4 separate regions of the Mus musculus genome follow, and all the other regions are linked to region 1. Evidence: chromatin contacts called from public HiChIP or PLAC-seq, capture Hi-C and promoter capture Hi-C data. All regions are on one chromosome and are shown on one strand. Each heading gives the region's core, a stretch centred on a gene start, on an enhancer-like site or on the middle of the called end of the contact. The rest is flanking DNA. Distances are from core to core; before and after follow the strand shown.

The links. Promoter capture Hi-C pulls out the DNA fragments that hold promoters and counts their contacts. HiChIP or PLAC-seq counts read pairs in DNA pulled down with a chosen protein or histone mark. Capture Hi-C pulls out chosen DNA fragments and counts their contacts.
Region 2: a contact with region 1 is called in an H3K4me3 HiChIP or PLAC-seq map of neural tube, with 5 times the contacts expected there. The contact joins the enhancer-like site here to the promoter of Rps12 in region 1. A contact is called at or near these places in 4 of 39 promoter capture datasets (the 3T3-L1 cell line, the SN4741 cell line, liver and 1 more), 1 of 484 Hi-C or Micro-C datasets (palatal mesenchyme), 9 of 115 datasets of contacts at active chromatin or transcription factors (bone marrow-derived macrophages, craniofacial prominence, embryonic forebrain and 5 more) and 1 of 9 other capture datasets (adipose tissue).
Region 3: a promoter capture Hi-C map of second pharyngeal arch cranial neural crest shows a contact between it and region 1, with 5 times the contacts expected there. The contact joins the enhancer-like site here to the promoter of Rps12 in region 1. A contact is called at or near these places in 4 of 39 promoter capture datasets (the 3T3-L1 cell line, hippocampal neurons, maxillary cranial neural crest and 1 more), 8 of 115 datasets of contacts at active chromatin or transcription factors (the 230-238 cell line, astrocytes, bone marrow-derived macrophages and 4 more) and 1 of 9 other capture datasets (embryonic stem cells).
Region 4: a contact with region 1 is called in a capture Hi-C map of embryonic stem cells, with 5 times the contacts expected there. The contact joins the promoter of Tcf21 here to the promoter of Rps12 in region 1. A contact is called at or near these places in 12 of 39 promoter capture datasets (the C10 cell line, cranial neural crest, embryonic stem cells and 7 more), 4 of 484 Hi-C or Micro-C datasets (nephron progenitors, uterus and ventricular fibroblasts), 15 of 115 datasets of contacts at active chromatin or transcription factors (astrocytes, bone marrow-derived macrophages, cardiomyocytes and 9 more) and 2 of 9 other capture datasets (adipose tissue and embryonic stem cells).

The regions. Positions count from the first base shown.
Region 1 is chr10:23,785,807-23,789,397 of GRCm38.p6, forward strand. It overlaps Rps12 (ribosomal protein S12), which reads right to left and starts at 1,403. Exons shown (of 6, transcript NM_011295.6): 1 at 1,350-1,403; 2 at 1,188-1,238; 3 at 958-1,074; 4 at 96-198. The coding sequence starts at 1,201. LOC115487513 (a small nucleolar RNA gene) reads right to left here and starts at 737; the gene lies at 664-737. Snord100 (small nucleolar RNA, C/D box 100) reads right to left here and starts at 15; the gene lies at 1-15.
Region 2 is chr10:22,841,072-22,844,694 of GRCm38.p6, forward strand. All of the region lies in intron 1 of Gm51761 (a long non-coding RNA gene), which reads left to right. Among named protein-coding and RNA genes, the nearest start is that of Gm46217, 10 kb to the right of the region's middle. Within about 2 kb of position 2,135, at least 11 of the 459 cell types and tissues checked have an H3K27ac peak or open chromatin away from gene starts, as enhancers often do. A contact at or near this core is called in neural tube, where this site is marked.
Region 3 is chr10:23,202,105-23,205,393 of GRCm38.p6, forward strand. All of the region lies in intron 3 of Eya4 (EYA transcriptional coactivator and phosphatase 4), which reads right to left. Among named protein-coding and RNA genes, the nearest start is that of Gm24655, 37 kb to the left of the region's middle. Within about 2 kb of position 2,012, at least 60 of the 459 cell types and tissues checked have an H3K27ac peak or open chromatin away from gene starts, as enhancers often do. A contact at or near this core is called in embryonic fibroblasts and second pharyngeal arch cranial neural crest, where this site is marked.
Region 4 is chr10:22,818,014-22,821,398 of GRCm38.p6, forward strand. It overlaps Tcf21 (transcription factor 21), which reads right to left and starts at 2,130. Exons shown (of 2, transcript NM_011545.2): 1 at 1,441-2,130. The coding sequence starts at 1,890. All of the region lies in intron 4 of Gm10824 (a long non-coding RNA gene), which reads left to right.

The sequences.
Region 1 (3,591 bases), core at 153-2,652:
TTTTCATCATGTACAGCCCACGTGAAAATCATCAAAACTACCATGCAAGTTAGTGCTGGTGCCTGTGGCTCAACACCATTATCACTAAGGCTTACCTTTATCAGGTTGATTTGGTGCTCAGCACAAAGTGCCTCCACCAGCTTGACATACATGGGCTCATCACAGTTGGATGCGAGCACACACAGATGGGCTTGGCGCCTAAAATGCAAAACTCAAAGGTGAAACCTTCAAGGGTCTTCACTGTGCTAGTAAACCTGACCACACAGGATTTACTGTACCAAACTGCAGACTAGCCATTCACTTTCCCTGTACAAACTTAGATACCAATACCACACATTATAATAGGAAACCTATTTATGGCCAAAGGAAACTATGACCACTTTCAGGGTATTTCCAACTTGAAAGCTGATCCAAAGCAGTCCTGTGCAGGAAGCACTGTAAATATTCACAACAGCATCCAAAATCACCTGACTTTACCTCAAACAGTAGAATACACGTGCATAAGCCTAATAAACCATGCATGTTCTCAAGTCTCCCGGATATAGCTAGATTTCCCCGACACCACAATATTGTCGTTTAAGTATTTGCAAACTAAATAATGATGCCCCCCCCTTTTCCATCTTCTAGCAAAACTACCGGACTATCTATCCCCACGAGCTACAGGTTTGTCAGACTAGCTGTTTCTCACCCATGAACGGGGTGAAGGGGTATCCGACAATTCAAGTCATCATGCAAACACTGTAGCTTTACAAAACTACTGCTCGTCATCCCCGATCCACACAGCAACCCACACATCCTAAGTGGGCTAGAGTTGATACCTTTTCCTAGGTTTCCTGCTGGCCGGATGACATTCAGAACTTTTGTGCTAACAGCATGAACTTCACGCTCTCTTCCCTTGGCTGCTGCAGTCTTTGTTCCGGCTGCAACACCCCACAGTATTGAGACTGAGACACGTACTTGTCTAAGGCTTTGGCAGCTTCGCGTATGCCACGTGCTAGGCCATCGTGGATGAGGGCGGTCTTCAGCACCTCTTGTAGAGCAGTGTTGACGTCCATTACACCTCCAGCAGCTATGCTGGAATGCAGACAGAGACGTTAGGACCCTCGGCAGGCTAGGGATGGGGAACTAGCATGGAGAAAAGCCCAGACCAGCGCCGCCCGCGGGAGGCCCACGCCCCACTCGCTCACCCTTCCTCGGCCATGGCGGTGAATCACGGGTGACGCCGAATCTTGAACGCACTGAAAGACAAAACATCAGTAAATCGCCCGTTAAGACCCAAGTACTTCACTTTTGAAGCCAAGGCGCAGTAGACACGCTATCGCCGGCGCACGAGCTGGGATCACACTCACCCCGAGCTTCCGCCTCCGCGCAAGTCGGCGGCGGCAGGGGAAAAGGCCGGCGGTGGCCGCATGACGGTATTTAAGCGCTCCGCTCGACTTCTGTGCGCATGTGCAACTCCTCCCACTAAAGAGGTGGCTCCGGTGGTGCCGTGCCTTAGGAGTTTCCACTTCCGCCTTTAGGAGCGTCCGTGGTAAGAACGCGGCTGGATTTCTAGCAGGCATCGCAGCGGGCAGCCTTTGCCCAGGGGGCGTGGACCACAGAGGTCCCACGATCCGCTCCTACGGAACACGAGAGGAGCCAAACTACTGCCGTTTTCTTCGCTGCTGAATTACTTTGTTTTAAGCAGTTTTTCCACGTCTTATCGTGAAGTTTCCTGTTGCCAATACTGGCCGATTAGGCTGAGTGTGTCCACATTTTGGTCCTTTGGTTTTTAGCCTCTCTGAGTGGCTGTGATTTGTGTATGATCACAAACCCCACTGCTTTGCAACGTGTTTAAGCAGACCTTGCGGCCAGGTCAGATCCCGGTCTGAATGCAACCGGTTCTGAATGAACATTTAGGTAATGACCCTAGTTTTTTTCCCGAGTCGCAGCTTCGCAGACACTGGATCCCTGAGGTACATGTTAAACTCTCACTGTGGATCTGTCACTAAATTCCACCGAGGATTCGGCTACCAGGAGTGGAACTCCAGAATCTTAAAGCCAGTTCCCGCCTACGCCGACAAATGCATTTTAATTTCGAAGGAATCACTCGCTCTTCTACTTCCAAAGCAAATACACAAGACATCTCTCTCAGAAGATATCCCCGAAGCCAACCAGAGCTTCTGATGGCCAACCTGGTGGATACAGTGATCATTGTCGGGCTCATGAATTTCATGAGGATATAAGAAAGTTGATGGAAGTTTTAGCTTTTCCAATAAACGTTTGGGTTTCACCCCTAAAGCCTCATGCTTGCTTCCTTACCCCTGCAATTCAAAAAAGTATTTAATAGGTGGTTAGTTTCTGTGGGCGTATTTCTGCCAGTGTCTATGGTGCTGTTTTAAAGATGAGAGACGGCGGACACTTAAAAGTCTGCATTTTAAAAGATAAAGCTAGTATTTTAGCCAAAGAGTAACATACCAGAATGCCACGGTGCTGGGGAGTGGAGATGATGTGGGAACGCAGGGGATTTGGAGTTTATGGCAGCATTTAAAAGAGGTTTTAACTAGAGTTCCAGCCAGGTAAGTGCAGGAAGAATATTCAGACAGGAAGAGAGAGCAGGAAGGCACACGTGCCTTTTGGCTGTTTTGGAAGTGATTTTGAAACATTACACAGTCGGAAAAGAATGTGGTTAAGTAGAGTTTAAGTAGTTTCCTTAGTATAAGGCTATTAAAAGTTAATGTGTCAAACCATACATAAGTTGCAAGACTTTCATCCCAGCACCTGAGAAGCAGAGGCAGGTGGATAGCTGTGAGTTCCAGGCTACCAGGAAGACAATGTCTAAAGCAAAAAAAGGAAAACATTTAAGTGTTAAGCATATTAGAGTTCTCTTCCCGGAAGAAAAGTCTCACAGAAGAGACTAGATGGTAAAATTGGAAAATAACTACTGCATTTAAATACTAAGAAGAAACAGCTGAGTCCTTTCAGCTTGGTGCCTAAGTTTTAGTGCTGCTTCCAACACAGTAGCAACCAGCTCAGACTCTCCACACCTTTGATGTCAGCTCTCTGTCCTAATAGTCCACCCTAATGAATGCCTTTCTGTCAGCAGTAAGCACCCCCTTTTAACAACTGGAGCCCCTCCCCCCTTAAATCTTGATTGTGTAATAATTTTAATACCCAAAGGGAAGTTATTTTCCATGTGATGAGGATTTTTGTTTTAGATAAAGATTCTCTTATTTCACACACTCTTTAAGAGTAGCCTCTCAATTTTAGGTCTTGGCAAAGGTGGCGGAAAATTCATATAGTGGTTAGTGGCTCTTACCCAGTACATTCTAGCAGTCACATAATATATACAAATATGAGCTAGAAAGTGTACATACAAACCAGTGGGGCGTGGCCCTTCCTGGCAGATAGCTGTACCTGAGCCATCCCCAAGATGGAGACCAGGAACACAATAAGGGCCTAACTCCAGGGATCTGCTTCACATAGCCAGCCACATCCACTTCGAAGCAGAAATCAAAGCCAGTTACCACTGATCTTAAAAAGATAAATGGTTGATTGCCATATGCAGGGATCCATCCCATAATCAGCTTCCAAATGCTGACACCATTGCAT
Region 2 (3,623 bases), core at 885-3,384, 940 kb before region 1:
CTATTAGCGCATCTTAGGAATACTCATTAATTTAAATAATTGTTTCTTGATGCCCAAGTAGACAGACACACTTTTAAACTTATATGACTTCATGAATCCAAATGCAGGTGCAAACTTATGGAGTAAGTGAAATTTTAGATGAATGAAAAATGTATTTGTTCATTAAAAAAAAGTTAACTAAGCCAGACATGACAACACATGCCTGTAATCACAATCTTCTGGAGTTTGAAGCAGGAGGACTGCCACGAGCCTGAAGCCAGCCTGGGCTACAAAATGAATTCTAGATCAGCCTGGGTTATAAAGTGAGACACTGTCAAAAAACAAAACAAAACAAAACAAAACAAAACAAAACAAAAACAAAAACAAAAAAAATCTCCCCCAAAACCCAAAGCAAATAAAAGAAATACAAAACCAAAACACAAAACAAAATGAGAAGAATATGACAAAAAACTTGATGTCTTAGGATGTTCTTCTGTGACATAATTGAGAAAGTCATTGATTTTCAGGTTTTTTTTTTTGTTTCTATAACTTTTTTTAAAAATAAGGCAGTTTCATAGATCCTTAATTCTTCCTCTCAAACAAATTCCTCCAAACAGAGTTTAAGTGTTGCCCTGTAGCTCAGGATGGCCTGAAGCTCACCAATTAGCCCGGGCTGTCTTTGAACTCCTGACAATCCTTCTGCTGAGTGTCACAGTACAGTGAGGACAGGAAATGAGCACCACTGCCAGCTTCATGGAATACTATAGAATTCCTACAATCGAGACTGGATTTTTATTATACATGCATATTGATTTTTTTCTTTTGTTGTTTAGGCATCTGTAGAGAAGATCAATGTTGTTCCTTTTATTGGCTAAAATAACTACAAGGATGAGGATAAAAAGGAATTGATTCTTTTAATTTCCATGATGCCTGAAGTACTTTCAGCCACTTTTGAAATGGGTCCCTCAACTCTCCACTATTGTCATAGGGGACCTGGCTGAGACAGGATAGGTCTGCACAGACCCTGGGAACTTCTCCAGTGCTCCTGCTGAGGGTAGCAGACTTAGAGAAGTCCCTACAGTTTATTATCATTCTTTACACAAAAGCGGGATAATTTAGCATTCCCTCTCCAACCAAATTGGTTCTATCTCATCAGCCAACGATGCAAACACCTCCATGTAACAATGTCAAATTAAGCCACCCTGGAGGAGGGGGAGAGCTGGGACTGTGATAAATGACCGGTCAGTTCATTGTTTTCTTTCCAAGAGAAACCACAGCCAGGTTCCACTTTATCTCACCCTGACTTTTAACAAGATAGATAGCCACGCAAAATTTTCAGGTTCAAATAGTTTCCATCAAAGGGACTAAAAACCTTCACATTCTGGCTACACAGAACCTTCATCATTTTAACAGAAGGGATTTGATTTCTCTTACTGTATAAAAAGGAGCTTGATTCAGACCACTTTCCTAATCTCAGGGCTTTAGCCAGAACAAAAGTGAAGAAATAAACCATATTGTTTTAATCTCAGCGAGAGTAACAAAAGAATGTTGTTCCCAACCTTTGACGCAGTTTTTATTTAGAGTTGGGTATTATAGATTCACAGCACACTTGCATTAGCCTTAAAGTTGAGGCAAAACTGTACTGAAAGCAGTACAATGCTGGTAAAATTAATTGTCTGCCTTTGCATTTGATTGTATTACAACTTAGAATTTTATCCACCCATTTTGCTGGTGAATAGAGCAAATGTATTTTAAACAGATTTTAACGCAGCAGTGAATATAACATCGAAAAATCTGAAAATGAATTAAGTTCATAAATATAGAGAAAATGTCGGCAGTAGCTTGAATTTTTCAGATTAAGTACTGGACCGTTAAAGGCAAAGGCTGTAATTAGTGGGGGATGGGGGTGGATCCCGATTCCATGATACCGAGGTTATCTTCAGTTAAGAACCCAAGATATATAAAGGACACCGGGAGGCTGCCAACCCAAAGGATTTTTACTCAGGAAGGCCCTTCCGGTATCGGGTCACTAGTAGGACACCAGAGCTGGATATCAGATTTGATGACCTGACCGGAACCTGGAGAGACAGGATCCAGGGAGAAGACACTGATCCCCACCCTAACTTCCAGGCCCTGCAGGCAGCACAGCCAATCCCCTCAAACAGGGAAGGGGCACCCTGCCCTCAGGGCTGCAGGGACCCGTGCATGTGTGGTCGCTTCTGGGCATGCCCCTTGGGGATCAGCAGTGCGTGGGTGGCTCCTGCCTTCTGCTCTGGCATCTCCCAGGGTCACCCTGGACCGAACTCTTGGGTTGCTCAATTTATCAAGGCCTCACATGCATTGGATCAATAGCGGTCTTTCCCGACCTTTAGGACGACTAGTTCACTTAAATAGCATTCACTTTTGCTGTGCTCTTCAGTCCTTCGCCTGGTTTCAAACGTTCTGCCTTTTCTGCCGCCAGGGAGGGCTCTGTGGAAATGTCAACCAACTTTATGGGGCCCCCAACAGTCTCCTTTCACACTGCTGGGCTCCGGGGATAACTGGGAACAGTGGCAGATGTCCCAAACACTAAGGGGAGCTCAGCCTCTTGGAGTGCCCTCTATGTTGTCCAGGGCAAAGGATGTAGGTAAATCTCACAGTGCAGCTCCTCTCCTTTGTCTGGAGGGTGGGAACCGTGCTGTCTGCCCCACTCTCTCCCGGGAATCTTGGTTATTCCTGGATCATTCCCATTCCCTCTGCACTAAGCCTAAGAAATTATTAAGTGTCTTCTTCAACCTAAAGCCAAGCAACCCGGAGCTTCCGATTTCCTCTGAAATCTTTAAAGCTTTGATCCCACATTTGCAGCTCGGTTTCCCCCACCCTACCGTGCTCCTCTGGGATTCCCTCTGGTTCCTTGCTCAAAATACCTGCTGGCGCCAGAGGAAATTCACTTGTAACAGATACCCAGGGAGTGTAAAAGCAACACCCCATTTCCAGGGTCATGTTCCTCCCCCCACCCACCCCGTCTTCTGACCCATCAACGTGTCGCTTAGCGAGCCCCAACACCCGGAATTACTGTGGGTCCTTAGCGCGCTCTGGACGATCCGGGCCCTTTTAATAGAGTTGATGATTGCTATCTTGCACTCGGCGCGTCTCCTGCACTCCCTCTCCCTTGGTGCCTTCCATCCCCACAGCAGCGCAGGGAACGAGGGGGAGTCTGTGAAATAAACCTGTGGTCAGAACTGATCCGCAGGTCACTTTTGTGAGACTCTGGAAAGATTTTAAGTAAACTTCAAAGCATCTGAAATAAGAGAAATATTACATTTGTTTCTAAAACTGTTATTGAAATGGAAAACAAAGAACCCAACTAACACACACACACACACACACACACACACACACACACACACACACACCAAATCACACTTATAAAGTATCGGATGTAGATTTACCAGGTGATCTCATTCTACAATCTGTTTACTTTGTTTTTTCTTTTTTGCATTTCGCATGCAAAGTGAGCCGCAGGCTGTGAAGAAAATCCTGTTACATAAATGCAAATGGCCAAGACTTGGAAAGAAATAAGCTTCAGAGAAATGACACACAAAGAGACTCACTTTCTATCTAAATATTTGTGTCAAGTGGCTTTTATCTAATGAAATAACATT
Region 3 (3,289 bases), core at 762-3,261, 580 kb before region 1:
CTGTTGCTTTCTCTAGAGCCTTCTTTTGCCAGTAGCTCAGAGTTCAGCCAGCTTTACCAGAGCAGCCCTTCTCTCCATGCCTAAACAAGCCAAAGACCTTCTCTGACCCAGGTGAAACGCAATCAGAAGCCTCCTCGGCTCCAGTAGGTTTAGTTTCCTAGATTCAATTAAGTGGAGTCTACTAGGAATTTGTAAATCAAATAGTGAACTTTTTGCACATTCAGCCAATTTGGGATTTCAGTGTTTGTTATACCTTTTTTTTTTTTCCTGAAAAAAGGATGGAAATACAGCTGCTTTCTTCTTTTTTTTCTTCCCCTCTCTTTCACTATTTCCCTCCTTTCTTTCTTCTTTCCTTCCTTCCTTCCTTCCTTCCTTCCTTTCTTCCTTCCTTCCTTCCTTCCTTCCTTCCTTCCTTCCTTCCTTCCTCCCTCCCTCCCTCCCTCTTTCTTTCTTTCTTTCTTTCTTTCTTTCTTTCTTTCTTTCTTTCTTTCTCTCTCTCTCTCTCTCTCTCTCTCTCTCTCTCTCTCTCTCTCTCTCTCTCTCTCTTTCTTTCTGTTTCCAATTTCCCTTATTTCTTATTGAAGTCTCTCCTGTGTTCTTAACATTCCTAGACTACTGTCTGTCATGAAGTTCAAGTCTGTTTTCCAAAGGGAAGATTGCCAGAAAATCAAATGTTGTGGTTGCCTGGTTTTCTCTAGCATTCTTTGGAGGTTTTGCAAAGGAGGTAGAGATAGGGAATAAATACATTGACCAAAATGAAGAACTAACCGTGAAAACGATATCAAGATGAGCTTTTACTTACGGATGACACAAACGCTCCCAGAAGTACCTTTCCTAGCTTTATGCTGTAGTTTTCATTGCTGCTGGTAGTTTGGATCCTGCTAATAAGCATTTATGACACAAATTAGGAATGTATTACTAGAACAACACAATGTGCATGCTACCGGCCTGTGTGGTGGATAGGTCATTACTCCTCTGACTTTTTGAGGAAAAATGTTCTCCTCAACATTTCACTTGTAAAGTAGTGAAGATAGTTCTCCTCCCAGAGTCTGTCTCCTCGGGGGATTCTGCAAACACTTTGGATAATGAGTTGGATTTGTTGAGAATTCTTTCATGTGGTTACATGGCAGATGGACTGACTGAACAGTCATGTGAGGGTAAGAAGAGAAACACTTCTGTGTGGTTTCTGGATTCTGCATATAAGACTGGGTAAATCTTAGCAGGATTTTAGTTACAGACGGGCTCGGCAGGGTTGCATCACAGAGGCATCCTGAAGTCATGGGAAAGCTGAGAATCAAAGTGATGGACTTTGGGCATGAACTTACCATGTGCTGGGTGGAGGTTTGGGGAAGTTCCTTTAATTCACTAGCTCCACTTTTGAAAGATTAGGCAGCCCATTCTCAAATGGTGTACACTTAACATTAAGCAGTCTCATTTGTTTCTAGGAAGTCTGATCATTTTGCACAACTAAAACCTTTGTGACATTGCCTAACGCCCCCTAATTACTCTCGTTAGTCGTGACATGAGAATTAGTCACAGCCTTCGTCAGAGCCAAGTTCCTTCTCCCCATATGTGTGTGATTGAGGGTTAATTTGAGTTCTGTTGTCAAGGGGTTTGATGCTGGTTTTGACTGCGTGTGCTCACGCACGAGAGCAAGTGTGTGTGTGTGTGTGTGTGTGTGTGTGTGTGTGTGTGTATCACTTCCAGTGAAGAGCAATTTGGTAAGTAGTAAAAAAAAGAAAAAAAAAAAAAGAAAAAGTTCACCTTCACTAGCTCCACTTTGATCTTGTGAAATCCCTTCTCAACCTGGGTTTAATTGTGAGTGCAATAGAATTGGTGGCTCCATGATTCTTAGATCTCTCTGTGTAGCTGTCAGGTTACATACAAGAAAGCTTAGCTCCTGCTGGCACAGAAATCCTGAAGTCTGGATCACTCGCCAAGGGATGAAGCCAGCGTGTTGTGGAAGAATCTACAGCCCCCACATTTGCTGAGGCACTAGTCATAACTGCCAAGATGTTGAAATAACCGAATTAGTCATTAATGTCAACTGACTGTCTCCATCAGATTAGCCTATGCACATGACGAGGGGCACTCTTGGATTGTTAGTGGATCTAGGGAGCCCAGCCCATTGACTGCAGTGTCATATCTAGGCAGGTGGCTCTTTGATGTAGAAAAAGGTACTGAGCAAAACAACAGGAGCAGAAAAGCAGAAATACCCATCCAGTCTTACTACTGGCATGGTGTATAAATAATTTTACAGAGTAGAGATGCTGGTGTGAGCTTCCCTGGTCTCCCACAGGCTCTCTGCATGGTTGTCCTGTGCTGTACAGCAAACCTTAGCTACCTGTGGCTGCACTGGTGTAAGACGGTGAAAACGAAGGAATCGGCTTGCTTCTCAGTGTGCTAGTCTCAGCTCAGTCGCTCATTGGTTGAGTGTAGCTAGTGCCCACTGCACAAGACAACACATCTAAAAGGACATCCCCATCATCTCAGAAAGTGTACTGGACAGCACCACCCACCACAGAAAGAAAACAAATCGAAATTGTTTGTTCTTCAGTTCTCAGCCCTTTGATGGTGTTTAGGTCAGGATGCCCCCAACTCCTCTGCCTCCCACCCTGTCATTTAGCAGCCCTTCTCATCCTCACTGTGCTTGAGCTGACCACACAGCTCCTTAAACACCAGCAGTTGCTACCCCAGGACCTTTGCACATGCTGTTTTCTCTCCTTGATACTCTTCCCCTGGTATCTGCATAAGTATTTCTTTCAACTCTTACTTCTGTTCCTTCACTGAAGACCTCTCACATAATGTCTTCTTTTCCTGATATACTATTGCCAATGGCATTTATTATCACACAGTGTATTGATTACTACATCAGTCTTTATTATAATCTGTTTCTCTTAATTAGAATTTAAGTCCCCACAGGGAAAATTTGTTAGTGTACTTTAGCATCATCCTTTCTGCTTGAGAAATCAATGAGTTGAGAGTGCTGGTGTGCATCAAAGAGCTAGTAACTCCTGAGCATGGTTGTTGAAATCGGTGTGCCAGTCAGGGCTTCCTGAAGAGGCCAGGGCGAGTTTGTAAACAGTCTTAGGCATTTTACAAATTTGCTGTTGGCTACTCCACTTCACTCTCTATTCTATAGATAATGTATTTCAACAAGAACCTGGTGATTTCTAAGAGGTGTTTTCATTCAGGGTTTCTGTTTGGGAAGGTTGTGGCCAAATGGTCCTGGTCCATTCATTCTTTTACACAACAGATGCACAACACCCTTTCATGAGCCAGAAAACAG
Region 4 (3,385 bases), core at 880-3,379, 970 kb before region 1:
GGTGGGTGGTGGAGGTGGGAGGTGGAACAAGGGCAAAACAGGTCTCCTGGGTTCTAACTGGAACCCCGAAACAAGCCCAGACTCAGCTCTGAGGCAGATGTTCCAGGAGTTCTAGCAGGGCGGGTGGGAGGACCCTGGCCCCAACTACTCAACTGCAGATCTGTGGAGGCTCTGGTCTAGCATCCTGGCCTTTATTGACTTCCATTGATCTCCCAGTGCAATCCTAGCTATGGCCACAATTTTAAGTTAGTAGTAACCCCCGAAGGGGGTGTGCACTTATAAAAGACACAGGCACATTTTATTTGAGATCCTCCTACTAGCGAGGAAGCAAAACTGTCTCTTCCCTTTCTTTCTTCTTCCTTTTTCTGGACTGTTATAAAAAAAGTACATTCAAGTTTTTTTTTTTTTAATATTTAAAGATGAAGGTAGCAGCAATTATAAATGTTCTAATTGATAATCTCATTCTAGTTTTAGATTGTAAAAAAAAAAACACTACCCATCACAACAACAACAACAACAACAACAACAACAACAACCAAACCTTGTTATTTGGAAGGAAAATATTTTTCCTGGCGAAAAGTGTTTTAGTATCCCCTCCCCCAATTCCTGAGACAAGCTGAGTGAGAATACAATTCAAGCCTCTTTGTAAGTGCTGGCCAGAGGGATATCTAATCCTTATCATATGTAAACAAAAGTCCTCGTAAGGTGGTGGTATTCTTTGGAGCCTGCACGTTTTAAAATGAAATCAAACGAAAGAGGGAGTTAAAAACCACCTTAAACAGTAAAATACCTCTGAGAAAGTCGATTCAGGAACCAGCACTTGCTTTTCAAAAATTAGGCTCATTCATTGTGACTGGTAGTAGAACCCATGGCTGTTATTTTGTCCAGTACTAGGACCTGAGCGGATTTACTGATTGCGTTGACAGTGGCTGGAATTTCTGGGATTTAAAATGGTAATCTACTTAGCCAAACACAGAATATTTAAGTAGCTGGGGGGGGGGGGGATTTGCATAGACAGTTATGGAGGTGGAAGAACATAAATATGTCTGCATTTAATAGCCCTAAATATACCAGCGGAAAGAACTGACTTAGGTGCTTATAAGAATCGGAGGGGGAACTCAAGTTTGCTCTTAGCCAAAAGAGACAAAGTAAGATAGGTCTTCTGGGTGCCCAGCGTCTGCTCAGTTTCACGACAGAGGAAATGGCACCCTGCGCGGGGATCCCTGGTCTTTGCCAACTGAATACCCTCGGAAATCCCTTAATGGGGTGCCACGTCAAACCCTAGCACAAATCACTCGCGGGCTCGGGGCGCTTGGTGCAGAGAGCCAGGGCGCTGCGTGGAGCCCGCGCGGAGGTTCCCAGAGATGCTAGGGCGGCGATTTAACGAGTCACGCTCTCGCCCGCGTCCCCAGGCCCAGCCAGAGGCGCGGGAGGACTCACCAGGTTGACTGGGTGAATGTAACCGTTCTCGTACTTGTCGTTGGCCAGGATCTGCCTTAAGTGAGCGATGTAGCTGGACGCCAGCCTGAGAGTGTCCAGCTTGGAGAGCTTGGTGTCCGGGGGCACCCAGGGCAGGGTGGTCTTGAGCCTGGAGAAGGCCTTGCTCAGCACCCGCATGCGGGCCCGCTCACGAGCATTGGCCGCGTTGCGCTGGACCTGCTTGCCCTCCTGGCTGACCCCGCTGAGCGGGCTTTTCTTAGTGGGCGCCTTCCTCCTCTTGCCTAGGCCACCGCGACCCTTCTGTGGAGACCCGTTCTCGCAGTTGGAGCCCTCCTCGGTGCTCTCGTTGGAAGTTCCAAACTCCTTGTTGGAGTCCACTTTCAGGGAGTCACAGTCCAGCATCTCCACCTCTTGAAGGTCTTCTACATCGCTGAGGGAGCCAGTGGACATGTTTAGAGAGGTGGAGGGAGGGAGGGAGAGAGAGACGCTGAAACGGAAACGAAAGGGTCTCAAAAGTTTGGAGCTGCCACTTCGTGTGTTGGGTTTGAGGTGGGATCTGGCAGTCCCGTCCCCCAGCTTTCCCTTTACAGAGTCGTGGAAAACGATCACAAGGGATCCCGCGACAGGGAAACCAGTGCTCTATCTCCCCACCACTGGAGTCCTGGCCTTAACGGAGAGTGAAAGAGCGCCGAGGAATTTGGTGGACACTAAGAATTTATCTGGGGAATAGAGAGGCGGATCCATGCAGCCCAGGGGAGGGGCCTGCTAGGCCCAACAGACTTCCCAGACCCCTTTCACAAGCACAGGAGACTTCACGCTCAGACCTGGTTTCCAGCAACCGATTGCAACATGCCTGTACCGGATTCCTTCTTCCTCTCAAGTCAAGGAGTAACTTAGAACCATTGCCGAGACTCATCTCCTAAGGCCCCTTTCCTTTGAGGGAATCCCAACTGATTGCTCTGAGAACTCAGAGAAAGGGCCAGACCCTTTGCTCTAAGTGGCCTTTCCCCCTAAAACATCTCACAGTCACTCTTCCTCCCAAGAAATAACAATCAAAACCCTGCAGCCCTTAGTTAATACCGGCTAAGACCACAGGGCTTTACCAAGACTGCATTACCGTGCACTGGCTAACACAGAAGTCATAGGTCCTATTTGTCCGGACGAGAAGAGGCGTATTTTACCAAACCAAATGTTTGAAAGGAAAATGCTGATCGCTGGGACGATTTTTTTTTCCAGATGCATTTTACTGTTTAAAATTTACCTGAGGTAAATAGGGGAAGGAAGTGGTAGAAAGAAATTACTGGAGAGAAGGAAGGGAGAGAGGGTGAGAAGGAAGGAGGGAGGGAGGGAAAATAAGAAAAAGAAAATCCATTACCATCCAGTCTCTTTGAAGGTATCAGGGAATTGCTAGTGCATAGGAACACACTTGACTACTGAACACACATGTACACACAAACACACACACACACACACACACACACACACACACACACACCATACATGCAGTTGACTGGGAATGGGCAGGCGATGAGAGAGGTTATATGGATTTGTGGAACATATTTTGCGAGCTGAGAATCTTTCCAGTGAGATGCAACTCACTTCTCTCCTGTCTTAAAGAAGACTCTGTGGCTCCTGGCAGCCTCTCTTTGCCTGACACCTTTTGTAAAGACTGTATATTTTCTTCTTGTGCTTGCTTTCTCTTCTCCCATCCTCTGGGCTACTAGGGTTCCTCATAGAGAGCTGGCCTAATAAAACACAAAACAGGACTCATGGCTTTGGAGAAAGAACCTTTCCCATCCTTCATTCCAGCTGGGACTGTCTTTCTCAGGGAATGATAGTCATCTGGGAGGTAAGAAGAAAAGCAAAGGGAACAGGAACCCAGGGACTGAATGAAGGGAGATGAAATGGTTTTTGTTTTTTCCCCTCAGGAAAAAAAAAAAAAAAA